4 separate regions of the Mus musculus genome follow, and all the other regions are linked to region 4. A link is a contact called in public Hi-C, HiChIP or PLAC-seq and Micro-C data. All regions are on one chromosome and are shown on one strand. The core of a region is the stretch at or near the end of the contact, and the rest is flanking DNA. Distances in the headings are between cores, read along the strand shown.

Evidence for each region. Hi-C and Micro-C count contacts between places; a contact is called where the count stands out from the background. HiChIP or PLAC-seq counts read pairs in DNA pulled down with a chosen protein or histone mark.
Region 1: a Hi-C map of the G1E-ER4 cell line shows a contact between it and region 4, with 3 times the contacts expected there. The contact joins the enhancer-like site here to the promoter of Pou2f1 in region 4. A contact is called at or near these places in 17 of 39 promoter capture datasets (the 3T3-L1 cell line, 3T3-L1-derived adipocytes, the C10 cell line and 12 more), 21 of 484 Hi-C or Micro-C datasets (the AML12 cell line, CD4 T cells, CD8 T cells and 12 more), 27 of 115 datasets of contacts at active chromatin or transcription factors (the 230-238 cell line, DN3 thymocytes, the HPC-7 cell line and 21 more) and 4 of 9 other capture datasets (adipose tissue, liver, macrophages and 1 more).
Region 2: a Micro-C map of embryonic stem cells shows a contact between it and region 4, with 2.6 times the contacts expected there. The contact joins the promoter of Mael here to the promoter of Pou2f1 in region 4. A contact is called at or near these places in 4 of 39 promoter capture datasets (cranial neural crest, frontonasal cranial neural crest, hippocampal neurons and 1 more) and 2 of 484 Hi-C or Micro-C datasets (both in embryonic stem cells).
Region 3: an H3K4me3 HiChIP or PLAC-seq map of the SCID.adh cell line shows a contact between it and region 4, with 12 read pairs. The contact joins the enhancer-like site here to the promoter of Pou2f1 in region 4. A contact is called at or near these places in 13 of 39 promoter capture datasets (the 3T3-L1 cell line, 3T3-L1-derived adipocytes, the HPC-7 cell line and 8 more), 1 of 484 Hi-C or Micro-C datasets (CD8 T cells), 16 of 115 datasets of contacts at active chromatin or transcription factors (CD8 T cells, the SCID.adh cell line, VIP interneurons and 13 more) and 2 of 9 other capture datasets (adipose tissue and liver).

The regions. Positions count from the first base shown.
Region 1 is chr1:165,853,234-165,856,209 of GRCm38.p6, forward strand. It overlaps Cd247 (CD247 antigen), which reads left to right. Exons shown (of 8, transcript NM_001113391.2): 2 at 1,933-2,036. Among named protein-coding and RNA genes, the nearest start is that of Gm32999, 5.6 kb to the left of the region's middle. Within about 2 kb of position 1,593, at least 29 of the 459 cell types and tissues checked have an H3K27ac peak or open chromatin away from gene starts, as enhancers often do. A contact at or near this core is called in CD8 T cells, the G1E-ER4 cell line, the HPC-7 cell line and 6 more, where this site is marked.
Region 2 is chr1:166,237,409-166,240,203 of GRCm38.p6, forward strand. It overlaps Mael (maelstrom spermatogenic transposon silencer), which reads right to left and starts at 1,336. Exons shown (of 12, transcript NM_175296.4): 1 at 1,127-1,336; 2 at 855-947. The coding sequence starts at 1,258.
Region 3 is chr1:165,812,911-165,815,739 of GRCm38.p6, forward strand. All of the region lies in intron 1 of Cd247 (CD247 antigen), which reads left to right. Among named protein-coding and RNA genes, the nearest start is that of Gm23402, 4.6 kb to the left of the region's middle. Within about 2 kb of position 1,406, at least 53 of the 459 cell types and tissues checked have an H3K27ac peak or open chromatin away from gene starts, as enhancers often do. A contact at or near this core is called in the SCID.adh cell line, adipose tissue, double positive thymocytes and 1 more, where this site is marked.
Region 4 is chr1:166,001,158-166,004,032 of GRCm38.p6, forward strand. It overlaps Pou2f1 (POU domain, class 2, transcription factor 1), which reads right to left and starts at 1,477. Exons shown (of 16, transcript NM_198932.3): 1 at 1,405-1,477. The coding sequence starts at 1,465.

The DNA.
Region 1 (2,976 bases), core at 343-2,842, 150 kb before region 4:
GGATAAAGGAGGAAGTGTTGGGATATGGCTCAGTAGGTAAAGTGTTTGCCTGCCACGTGTGAAGCCCTGGGGTTGAGTCCCAGAATCACCAAGCACAGAGATGTACATCTGTAAATTCCCAGGACTCCAGATGTGGATGCAGGGCATTGCAAAGCCAAGGCTGTCCTTGGTGCTATAAGTTCAATGCCAGACTGGAACACATGAGACAGTTGAAGAAGGGACAGGGTGGTAGTGAGTTCTTTCCAGTCTGGCCTGGAAAGGCAGAGCATTTGTGGGGCTGCACTGAGTCCCACACTTTGAAGTGTCTTTGAGCGGGATTGAGTTGGTTTCTGAGCAGGGACCTGGGGCCAGGAGGGACCCTGGATGAGAGAGTTGGAGTTAAAAGCTGAGAACAGAGGGCTTTAGGGACATGGTGATGGGGGACAGTGAGTGAGATTTAAGTCAGCCTTCTATTGTATGTGGGAGCAGATGAGAGGTTTCTGGCATAGTCACTACCTGCCTGCTCTGTGTGCTTCTGGTGGCAATCTAGCGGGGCCTTAATGATTGCGCTCACAGCCATAAACACTGCACAGAACAGACACTGAAGACTTTCAACCTGTTTTGCAGAAGAGGCAGCTGGAAGGATACCTTGCCGGAACTTAACTGGCACCCATCTGCCTTACCCACTGTTGGCCAGCGCCCACCAGAGGGCGCCACTTGCTACTGGCGTTAGGCTGGAAAGCCTTAAAGACCACTCTGCTTGTGTGGTTCTCAGGCAGGGCCAGAGGGAGGGTTTTGTGATACTGGGCCAGTTCTCAGATCCACACTTACCCAATAGGAGGGAGTTCAGGATCAGTAATATGCTCAGTTTGCTTGCTTTGTGTGATCTTTCAAATAGGAAGGCTACCTTCTATCTAACTAACGTATTTCCTTTCCTCACTCCCCCTGCCCTTCTTATCTACTGAGAACCATACATGCTTTGAGTGTGATTCGATAAACATCAGAAAGGCAGGAGGGGTGACTCTGGAGTGAGGAGACTAAGTAGAAGAGGCTCTAAGCTGAAGCATGTAGTCTGCCTGGAACTTATGTAGCTCAGGCTGGCCTCGAACTCACAACCCTCTTGCCTGTTCAATGATGGGACTACTGATGTGCACCACGATACCTAGACTTCACTGATAATGACTAGGTATTGAGATGATTTTATCCAATTATCTAATTTCTGAGCCCTACATTTGTAACCTCTAGAGTCTCTCTCTCTCCGTATAAAGGCCTTAGTTACCTAGGTACATTTCTGAGGTTTAGAGTGTCATAGTTTATGCAAGAGCTCACTTACAGCGGGGCTTCCATGTCACCAGAGCAGAAGTTCTGTGCACAGCAGTTTCATTTTTTCCTAATACTCCCTCATTCTTCCCAGCCTCTGTGGTTACATCTGGTACATGTGGTTACATTGTATGCATATAGGTGCACTCCTTACATCTGGTACATTGGTTACATTGTATGCATAGGTGCACTCCTTACATCTGGTACATGTGGTTACATTGTATGCATAGGTGCACTCGTTACATCTGGTACAAGTGGTTACATTGTATGCATATAGGTGCACTCCTTACATCTGGTACATGTGGTTACATTGTATGCATTGGTTCACTCATTACATCTGGTACATGTGGTTACATTGTATGCATTGGTGCACTCGTTACATCTGGTACATGTGGTTACATTGTATGCATAGGTGCACTCTTTACATCTGGTACATGTGGTTACATTGGCCATTGCAGGCTGGGTTTCTTCAGACTCAGTGAGAGAGGTTGTAGGTTGTGGTCTGTGTGAAGTATGAGGACTGGACCTAGTGCCCGTGACATGACTACAATCTGTCACAGAATTGACCTGGGGTAGGTGGGATGTGTTCTTGCCAGATCCAGCATGCCTAACCAATTTTCTCTCTTGGCACAGAGGCACAGAGCTTTGGTCTGCTGGATCCCAAACTCTGCTACTTGCTAGATGGAATCCTCTTCATCTACGGAGTCATCATCACAGCCCTGTACCTGAGAGCAAAAGTGGGTTCCCCTGGGCTCTTGAGGGAGGGTATAGGTTCCTCCACTGGGAGGATGTGAGGTGGGGATTTGGCACTGGAGAGTCTCAGGCCTGTGCTCTGCTTGGTGTCCATGGGCAAGGCAGGATACAACCAAGCGTGCACAGCCGGTGAGCAGAGAAGGCGGGGTATCCATCTGTGGCAGACAGAGCAGCTCAATGATCCAAGTGCTATGTGTATTACTGAAGATCGGTACCAGTGCCTGGATGTGGCTTCTGCTGGGAAACAGATGGCTTATACTGAACAGTTTAGGACAAGAAAGTGAAAGACAGACAAGACAGCCTCTTCTTAGGGCCTGCGGTTGAGCTGTAATGGAGGCCATACAGCTTTTCTCTCCAACTCTTGATTTTCCCATCCTGGAAATAAGAATGGTGGACAGAGCATCAGGCATCACCTGGTGCCTGAAGCCGTGGGTTTGTGGAAAGGACACACCTGGGAAGGTAGAAATCTCATCTTCCCAGGGCAGTAGAACCCATTTCCTTTCAGGCATAAGATTTCATTTGAGGAAGTCTTACTTTATGATTTTTTTTTAAATTTGGAAACTACACTTAGCACCAACTCTGGAAAATCCTGCAGTTCCTCTCAGCTTAGGTAACATGTGTGGTTATAGCGACTCGGGGCACACAGTCAGGACAGTAAGCAAGCAAGGTGCTTCCCACTCAGGAAACAGCTGGGTGAGTAATGATGCCCATGTGCCAACTTAGTAGGAAGCTTTTTGTAGGCACTGTCTACCCTCAGGGTTCCTGGAGGAAGGGGAACAGGAGGGGTTTCCTGGATTCCGGCAGGCACAGACGGAGAGCCTGGAACCCCTGCACACAGGGTGTGTGGGGGTGTGTGGGGGGGGCAAGGCCTTTACTTGGGATGATTAACTTCTCTGAAGACTAAAGCTGTAAGCACTTTAGTCA
Region 2 (2,795 bases), core at 86-2,585, 240 kb after region 4:
CTTCAAATTTTCATTCCCCCCCCCCCCCCCCCCCGTGTGTGTGCTTGGCTGCATGTATGTGTGTCACGTGTGTGTGCGCAGCACCAGTGGAAGCCAGAGGAGGGCATCAGAACCCTTGGGAACTGGAGTTACAGATGGCTGTGAGTCACCATGTGGGTGCACCGACTCAAATCTGGAACTTTTGGAAGAGTAGCCAGAGCTTTTAGCCAGTGAGCCATCACTAGTCCCTTAAGGAGATATGTTTTATAGAAAAATCTGATAAGAGCAATCAAAGCTCACAAGCACAGATCCTCAAAAATCCACCTGACTTAAGACATCAACTTAAAATGTAAATCTACCTACCATATTTACAAATAACTTGCCACAATTTTGAATTTCAATCCAATGTCACAAATTTAAGAATGAAATTTCGGTATGTACAAACAGAAAAGCAGCATAAGGGAGAAGAAAAAGACTTCTTTATTGACCTTGTAGATACTGACTTAGTAGTCTACTATCCCAATACTCTGGAATTTGCTTAACTATTTGGGGGGGGGGGGGGTTCTGTAGGATCTACAAATGTTAACCCAGGTCTTCACGTCTTGTTATTACAATATTTAAAGAACTGTTAACAAGCTTGTTTCTAGGAACCATTTAAATAAAAGCCTACGCTTTTTAAAAATTATTATTACAGCTGTCTAACCGGTAAGAACTGAAAGGCAGTCGGGGAGCCGTTTAGTGCAAACCCTGACCCCCAACCCCAAACCTGCCTTTCCCCTGGGGCTTCTGCACTATCTGGAAACTTCCCGAAGGTTCCTCGGGCTCCACCGTGGCTGGAGTCCAAGGGTGGGCGGGCGAGAGGTGGCTGCCCTTACCTGCTTCTCTGAAGGCCCAGAATCCTTTCCCTGGGCTGCTCTCCACTCTCGAGCCATTTCTGAGTATTTCTCCTTCTCATCCTCCCTCAAGAGCTTGGGGAGAAGAGGGATACAAGAGAGGCGAGCTGTGAGGGTGAGGCGTCCGATCCACACCCCGGTTCTGGAAGGTTCTGTCGGTTGGTCCTGCCCTTGGGCTGTGTCCCCTCCACGGGCTCCCCCCAGGCTGGGTTCCCACCGCGCCCTCCCCGCTGCCCAACTGCCCGCTGCCTCACCGCCCAGTCGGCCGAGCAGTAGGGGATGGCGTCTGCCACGCGGGCCACCGGCAGGCCTCGCCGGCGCAGTTCGGGAATCTTCTCCTGTACGAAGAAATAGTAGGCATTGCGGCTGGCCCTGCGGTTGGGCATGGCGTCGTCGGGCCTCGACGCCCTCCAGAGACGCAGCAAGCAGCCGGCGCCCTTGCCGGGCTCCCGCCCTTAGTAACCGAGCTCGGAGCCTGCGCGCGCTTCAGCCCGGCACTTGGCCAATCAGGGTGCAGCGCGCAGCCGCATTGGGCCCCCTGCTGTGGGGGTGAAAACAGCCTGAAACTGGATTCCACCTCGTGCGTGAGGGGGCGGAGGGGGCGGGAGGGAGGAGGAGCGAGGCGCAGGTGGGGAGAGCACTGTGATTGGCTGACTCGCTTGCCCGGTAGGCGGGGATTGTCACGTGGTAGGCCTGGTACTTTTATTATTATTTTTTCCCTGTACATTGTTGCTTGATGTACCCCGTTAGTAGGAAGAGGACTCGCAGGTGCTTTCGGTTCCTGGGTGTTTCACATTCCCGAACTAGCGAGCTTGTGTAAAGCACTGAGAGGGAAAAGGTGGGGACAGGAGGGTGTTTTCAAGACGACGACAAACAACAACAACAACCACAACATATTTGAAAACTTCTGTTTCACAAAACATCCATGAATAAAGTTTTATAGGCTTTCTTATAAGGTCTGGGTAATTTGGGGAGGGGTCAGTTTTATTAGTAGGTATCATTTTTCGAAGTTATTGTGAAATGCTTTTCTCATCTACTTGGTTACTGCTGACTCAAGGTTGAGCCTGTGTATTTAGTAATAGTGAGTTCTCATACTGGTTCAAACTGTGCTGCTTGATCTTGCCTGGGTTTTCTCATTGCACTTCCCAACTACATTCCTTTGTGTATTCGAGTTACTTAATTTGTGTATAAGTAGAGTTGAAAATTCATTTAAAATTTTTATCTTTTCAGATAACTTGATCATCTTTTCTCTCTGTCACTGACAGATAATCAGCCAGATTAGACCAGATTAAAAGTAGATAATGGCAGGTTTATTTGGAGGCAGCTCTCTGGTGGGTTCATCGGATTTCACAGGTCAAGGTCAGCAAGGTCACATATCCAGGCAAAAACAAGGGTTAGTTTTTTTGTTTGTTTGGTTGGTTGGTTTTTTAATGGGTCTTGGGCATGGGGTGATGACATGTGAGTTAGGAGCTGGTATTTGCCCTTACATGGTCAAAAAGTGAGCCCCTGAGCAGGCACTCATGGGTGGGTTGCTGGAACACTGAGTAGTGAGGTGTTTTTTCTTTGTAGGTGGAGTTGGTGGAAGGGGAATAAACAGGGTTTTCCAGCTTGTGAAGAGACTGAACAGGAGTCCCAGCCTAGCAATGACCTCAGTTTTAATTGTTTGCTAGTAATGTTGCTAAATTTTTCTGGTATTGAACCAGTCAACATTTATAGTATACACTCTTCTTGATCATGAATCGTCGCTGACACTTGAAGTGTTGCTGACACTTTAAAAACGTTTTTCTGTCTTAGTAGATAATGGATTGTTTTTGTGGTGCTTCCTTTAGGGATCAGAGGAAGTTCTGAGTGAGTAGCGTCCCGAAAGAATGTGCTTTTGTTGACGTGGGCAGGACCATGACCCAAAACATACCAGTGAGAAAC
Region 3 (2,829 bases), core at 156-2,655, 190 kb before region 4:
AGTCGTTTGGTTGAGCAACTGTCTCTAAGCCTCTTTTCATCTTGTAAAACTGAAACCATACATCCACCAACCTCCAGTGCCCGCCAACTGCCCCACCCCCAACTCCCATTCTATGTTCTGTCTCTATGATTTTTTGACTTCCCTATGTATCTTGTATGAACAGAATCATACAGTATTTGAATGCTTGAATGTTTTCTTCTTATTTTAGCATATTATCCGTGGGGCCCTATCTTGCTTTAGTAGGTGTCAGAATCTTCTTTTAAAGACTGAATAATGTCCCAGGTGTATTTACAGATCCCGTCTGGCTTGGTCACACACCAAGTGATGGACACCTAGGTTGCTTCTACTTGGTATTGTGAGGAAAGTGTTCTGAGTGTGGGCAGACAGGGGTCTGCTTTCCAGTCTCTTCAGATGTGTACTCGGAAGTAGGATTGGGAGGTCATGTAGTAGTTGAACTTGTGCAAGAACTGGCAAGCTATCCTCCACAGCGACTATACCAGTTTACATCCCTACCAGGAGCATCTGGCACAGCAGTTTCTCTATATCCTTGCCAACACTTGCTTCTGATTTCCCATCCTAGCTGCTCTCGCTGGGGTGAAGCGATCTGAACTTTTGAACAGAAAGAAACAGGCAAAGTAAAGGTTTCCCCTTCAGTGCCAGCAGCACTCAGGAGGCAGTCGCAGTCTCGGGGGGGGGGGGGAGTTTCATGAGTTCAAGGCCATCTGGTCTATATAGTGAATTGTAAACCAACCACGACTGCACGGTGAGGGTCTGTCAAAAGGAACGAAGGGACGAAGGACCTAAACCTGGCATACCATTTTAACAAACTAATCATATTAACACATACAAAAATATAGTAACTGCGTATGCATGGCCCTTCAGAGACAATGCAAAAGGAGGGAAGGGAGAAGATGTGTAGAGAACAAGATAAGAAAAATTAGAAGTTAAGGTGGGTAAGAAAAATTAAGGTGGCGCAGAACGGTGACAGGCTCTGAGGACAGCTTTGCGACAGCAGTTGGGGGCAGCCCAACTCTGAGTGCTGGACCCTGTTTGCCTACATTTGCCTGGGGAAACTGACTGCTTCCAGGGCAGGAGGGTCCTCAAGAGAAACAAGCCACAGATCCTATTTGGGGTCAGAAGATCAAAATGGGGGAGGGGTGATTGGCCCCTAAAACAGGTTTGCCTCAGGGAGCAGAAAGCAGGCTTCCTTGGTTTCTTGGTTGGCCTGGCTGCCCCTTGTCCCTCTGCAGAGCTAGCCTCTGTAGAGGCCAAACTGGGTGGCATTCAATCTTGGGTTTCATGCATTTTTTAAACCTGCTGTTGAAGGAGCAACTGCATCAGGCAGCCCTTTTATGTCAGGGAAACCGCCTGTGAGAACGGGGGAGGTGATGGGGGCGCTGAGCTCCAAGGGGCTGCCCTGGGCCTTTGTTTCAGGAGGCCGCACAAGGCGGCTGGGCTTTTCCTTTGAAAACCCCTGGCCAGGAGCTCAAGAGCCTCTTTTCTGCACACCAGCTACATCACATTTTACAAACCTCAAGGAAGGGGACCCAGACCTGGTTCTGTAGTAGTCTGGTTTGTGTGCCTCGAGTCTCCGACACCCTCATTTTCTTGGTAAGCACAGAATGTAGGGAATAGCAGTGTTTTCTCTTACATCCCTGCAAAGATTTCCCTGGAATTTCACCACCAGCTGGATGAATAGAAAGAAAAGGGAAGCAGGCAGACTAAATAGACGGGGCATCTCAATGGCATGTCACCGCCTCACAAAGCCGGCAGGAAATCCTTAATTAACCCTGCTTCCAGACACAAAGCCCCCATAACATTTCATCCCATTTGAATAAATATTTTTAAAGAAAGGAATGTGAAAGCACTTTTATTCGTGGTCTTGGAGCGCTAATTTAGCACCACGTGTATTTTCAACTGTCCCACAAAAGCGCAGAGGATAAGGGAGTTCTTCCAAAAGCCCTCCTCCCCTCGGTTTCATTTCTAGTCCATGGTGACACATCCCTCTTGGGAAAATCCTGGCCCAGATTTTATTAGTCTTTTGTCAGCTGTCGGGAGTTAAAACTTCACAAATCCAGTCTACGCCTCAGCCCTGCCTTGCAAGCTGCCTGCCTCCCCATGAGATGTGGGCTAATGGTTGGGAAGAGTCACCCTCATCGATCCTGGACACAGCAATCAGCCCTTCCTTCCCCCCAACCCAGAAACCTACCCTGTGCTCAGTAGCCCCTGGCTTCCCCGAGCTGCTCCTGAGGCACTGAAAGCAGGTGTGCACACGCAGAGGTGTTTGGTCTCCTCTAGCACAGGTCTGTGGGGTCTTTTTTCCAAAAGGTTTCAAAATCACCATTATGTCGATTGACAGTGTTTCTGACCAGCTTTAGTTGAGCTTCCGGCTCTCCTCCTTGGTCCATGTGTGCTTAATAAAACCCTGAGACTCTTGCTAAGTCAATCCAGCAAGAAGCTCACACTTGACACCTGGTCACACTCAATATCTCAGAATCCAATGAGCCCCGTCTTCCACTGTCCCTCAGGGGTGCCTCATTTTGTCTTCAGCTGGGATCCTGTGACGTCAGCTTAGCCAGAATCTCTCTCTCACTCCTGATATATCTTTCTTAGTAATTTTCCATCCACTGACCCCTCCTGCCTGACGTCGGACTATACCTGCCCACCTGCCCTTACTGTGGTCAAGCTGAGCCCCACTGCTCTTTCCCACTGAGGAGCCCACCAAAGTGGTCCTTTATCTGTCTAAATGGCCTGGGTAAAGTCACTCTTATTGTTCCTCAACAAGGGTCTCTGAGTAATTTCTCTTTAACGCATCCTGGCAATCATTAT
Region 4 (2,875 bases), core at 227-2,726:
CGAATGTAAAATATAAACACGGCGTTGGGCTGTGAGTGGCTGTTATTAAAGGTCTGAATTACTAAACATGAGAGGCGGGGAAAGCCAGGCGGCCATTTCAAGAATATAAACCTCCCTGAATTAGACATTATTCAAATGAGAAGCAAGTAGAGAAGACCCAGCACGCAGCTAGAAAGCACTACCACACACAGTCAGGGAGGGGGATCTCCGTGTCTAGCCACCACCCCCGCTCCCCGCAGTACAGGAGAAATCTAGAATATGATCAACTTGTCAGGCCAGCCCTTTGAGGGCAGGAGGGCAATCCTTTACGGTCCAGTTCTCGGGTGACCTCCGAGAGCTCCGAGGCCTCAGAGCGAGAGGGTCCCCAAGGCTACCAGCGCGTGGGGGGGGGGGGATGTGCGCGGAGGAGCTACCAGACCCCGCGAGCACCTCCAACCCAACTGTCCCGCGCGACCCACAGCAGCGCGGACCTCTGGGTGAGGGCCCGGGACACACGGACAACCGAAGCCATTTCCACGGAGGGGAACTTCCCCGAGGGTTCCTCCCACCTAGCCCAGCCTCCAAAGGGTCCGGGGGACCCCAGAGCGAGCTCACAACCCGAAGGCCAGCTCACAGGGCCCACGCCACGCTGCCCCTAACCAGAGACACGGACTGGCTGGGGTCAGGCCGCTGCCCCGGGCACGAGCAGGGCGCGGCTGAGGGGCCCCGGGCCGTGACCCCCGGGCTCGGCCCCACGCGGACCCCCCGCACGGCCGGGGGCAGGGCACCACTCCCCGGTGCGTCCCGCAGCGAGCAGCGTTCCCCAGCCCGAGCCCGCGCCGGCTCCCAATCCTGGGGGGGCGCCGCGCGGGTGTCCGGCCACCGGGGTCCGCTCGGGCCCCGCCGCCCACCGGCATTGTGCTCGCCGCCACCTCTGGCCCCTCCACGCCCCCCCACCGCCCGTCCAGGTCTCCCGCCCGCACCCCGCCGCGCCCCGCCAGCCCAGCAGCTATGAATATGTAAAATGTCTTTATTGTCCTCTCCCGGTGCCCCGGCCCCGCCGCCTGCCGTGGACCCGCTTAGATTCGGGCACCGTGCGAGGAGGCGGCGGCGGCCGGCGGAGGAGGAGGGCCGGTGCCGGCGGGCGGGCCGGCGCGGCAGCCGCGGGGTGGGCCGGGGGCAGGAGGAGCGCGGTGGCTCACAGCCCCCTTTGCCCCGGGTCTTCTTCCCCCTCCGCCCGGCCGCTCCGAGCTCCTTTTCCCCCTCCGCTCGGCGCCCAGAGGGGGCTGTGTTCCCCGGCCCCCCATCTCCTCGCCGTTAATTATAATAATCCTGAGTACTAATAAATTATGCTAAGTCGCGGGGGGGGCAGCGGGAGCCCGGCTCGAGTATGAATATGAATATGTAAAATGCTGTAATGATTACCTGCTGCTGCTGCCGCCGCGGCTGAACTCTCATCTTGACTCGCTGCTCCTCCGTCCGCCATTTTGAATATTTTAACCAAAATCGCCCGGTCGATAAACCCTCCCTCGCTCCCGCTCCCCTCCCCCTCCCGCCCTGCTCGCCGCCTCCCTCCTCTCCGCACCCTCCCGTTCCTTCCTCTCCCGAGGCGCGCGCCAGGGGGCGCCCGAGGCCGGCGCTGCTCTCCGCCGGCCCCCTTGGAAGAGCTCCACCCCCCTGCGCGCGCGGTGCGCACGCGCGTCCAGGCTGCAGGGACCCCGCCCCCTCAGGCTTCTAAAGTGCCCCCTAACCTGCCAATCATCTCTTCCTTGTTTTGTTTTTTTTTCTTTCCCCCTCCCGTCCGCGCCGCTGTGCGCACGCGCAGTTTTCTCCACGCGCCGGAGAGGTAGGAAGCGCATGCGCGTCTCTTCGCCCCCTCCCTCCCCCCGGGAGCGCGGCTTCACCCCAAAGTGTAGTATGTCAAGTGCTTGTTTACGTCTCGGGATGGGCTTCCCGTCTTCCGTGTTAGTCCCCTCCCGGATAAGTTCGGGGTTTCCACGGCGGTACTGTAAAAGGGCAACATGCCCGGCGTCTCGCCGCGAGGACACGCGTGAGGGACTAGCGAGCGCTCCACGGCCGCGCACTTTTTCAGGACTCCCTCGCAGTTGACTGCGACAATGGAGGGGACCGCTCCCCGCCGAGGTAATTTCCGGCCCTGTGTGCAGGTGGGGGCGGAAACGCCCTCGGCGGGCAACGGGCACGAGGCACCTGCTGGGCCACGCGCGGACGTCCCGCTTTAAATTTGAATCCGAGCTAATCCCCGCCCCGCGCCTCAGCCCACGCCGCAGATTCGGGGCGGGGCCGGCGGGCGGACTCCTGGGGGCGTGTCCTGGCGGCTCTAATTAGCCAGGCAAAGAGTCGCCTCCACTTGTCGCGCGTGCCCGGCCCAGCCTCTGTGGGAGCGGCCGTCCGAGTCGCCCGGACGCCCTTGCACGCGCCCACCCGTGCGAAACAAACAGACCCCATCTGCGTAGGGATTCTTTTTTCTTTTTTTTTTTTTTTCTTCTGGAGCACCTTTTAAAGGCTAATTGTAAACTGACCTGATTAAAACCATGCAAGTTGGCAATAGCGCCAACGGTTACGAATTCTCTTTGCTCTGTCGTTCAGTAAATACGATCGCGGGGGGCGGGGGGTGGGGGTGGTGATATTCCTCTTGTGACCATCTTCCTAAGTAATTAGCCAAAATATTGCCCAGATTGCTCCTTTATTGCAAAAAAAAAAAAAAAAAAAAAAAAAAAAAAAGGCCTGGATGAAGACCCAAATCTATTTTACTAATTCTTGACAAGTCCCAAGATTTTCCTAAAAAAATTTCTAAGGATAAAAACAAAAATATTGTGTGGTAAGAATAAATAGGTCCTAGGCTGTCCTTGAGAGGGGTATTCCTAAGTTTCAACTG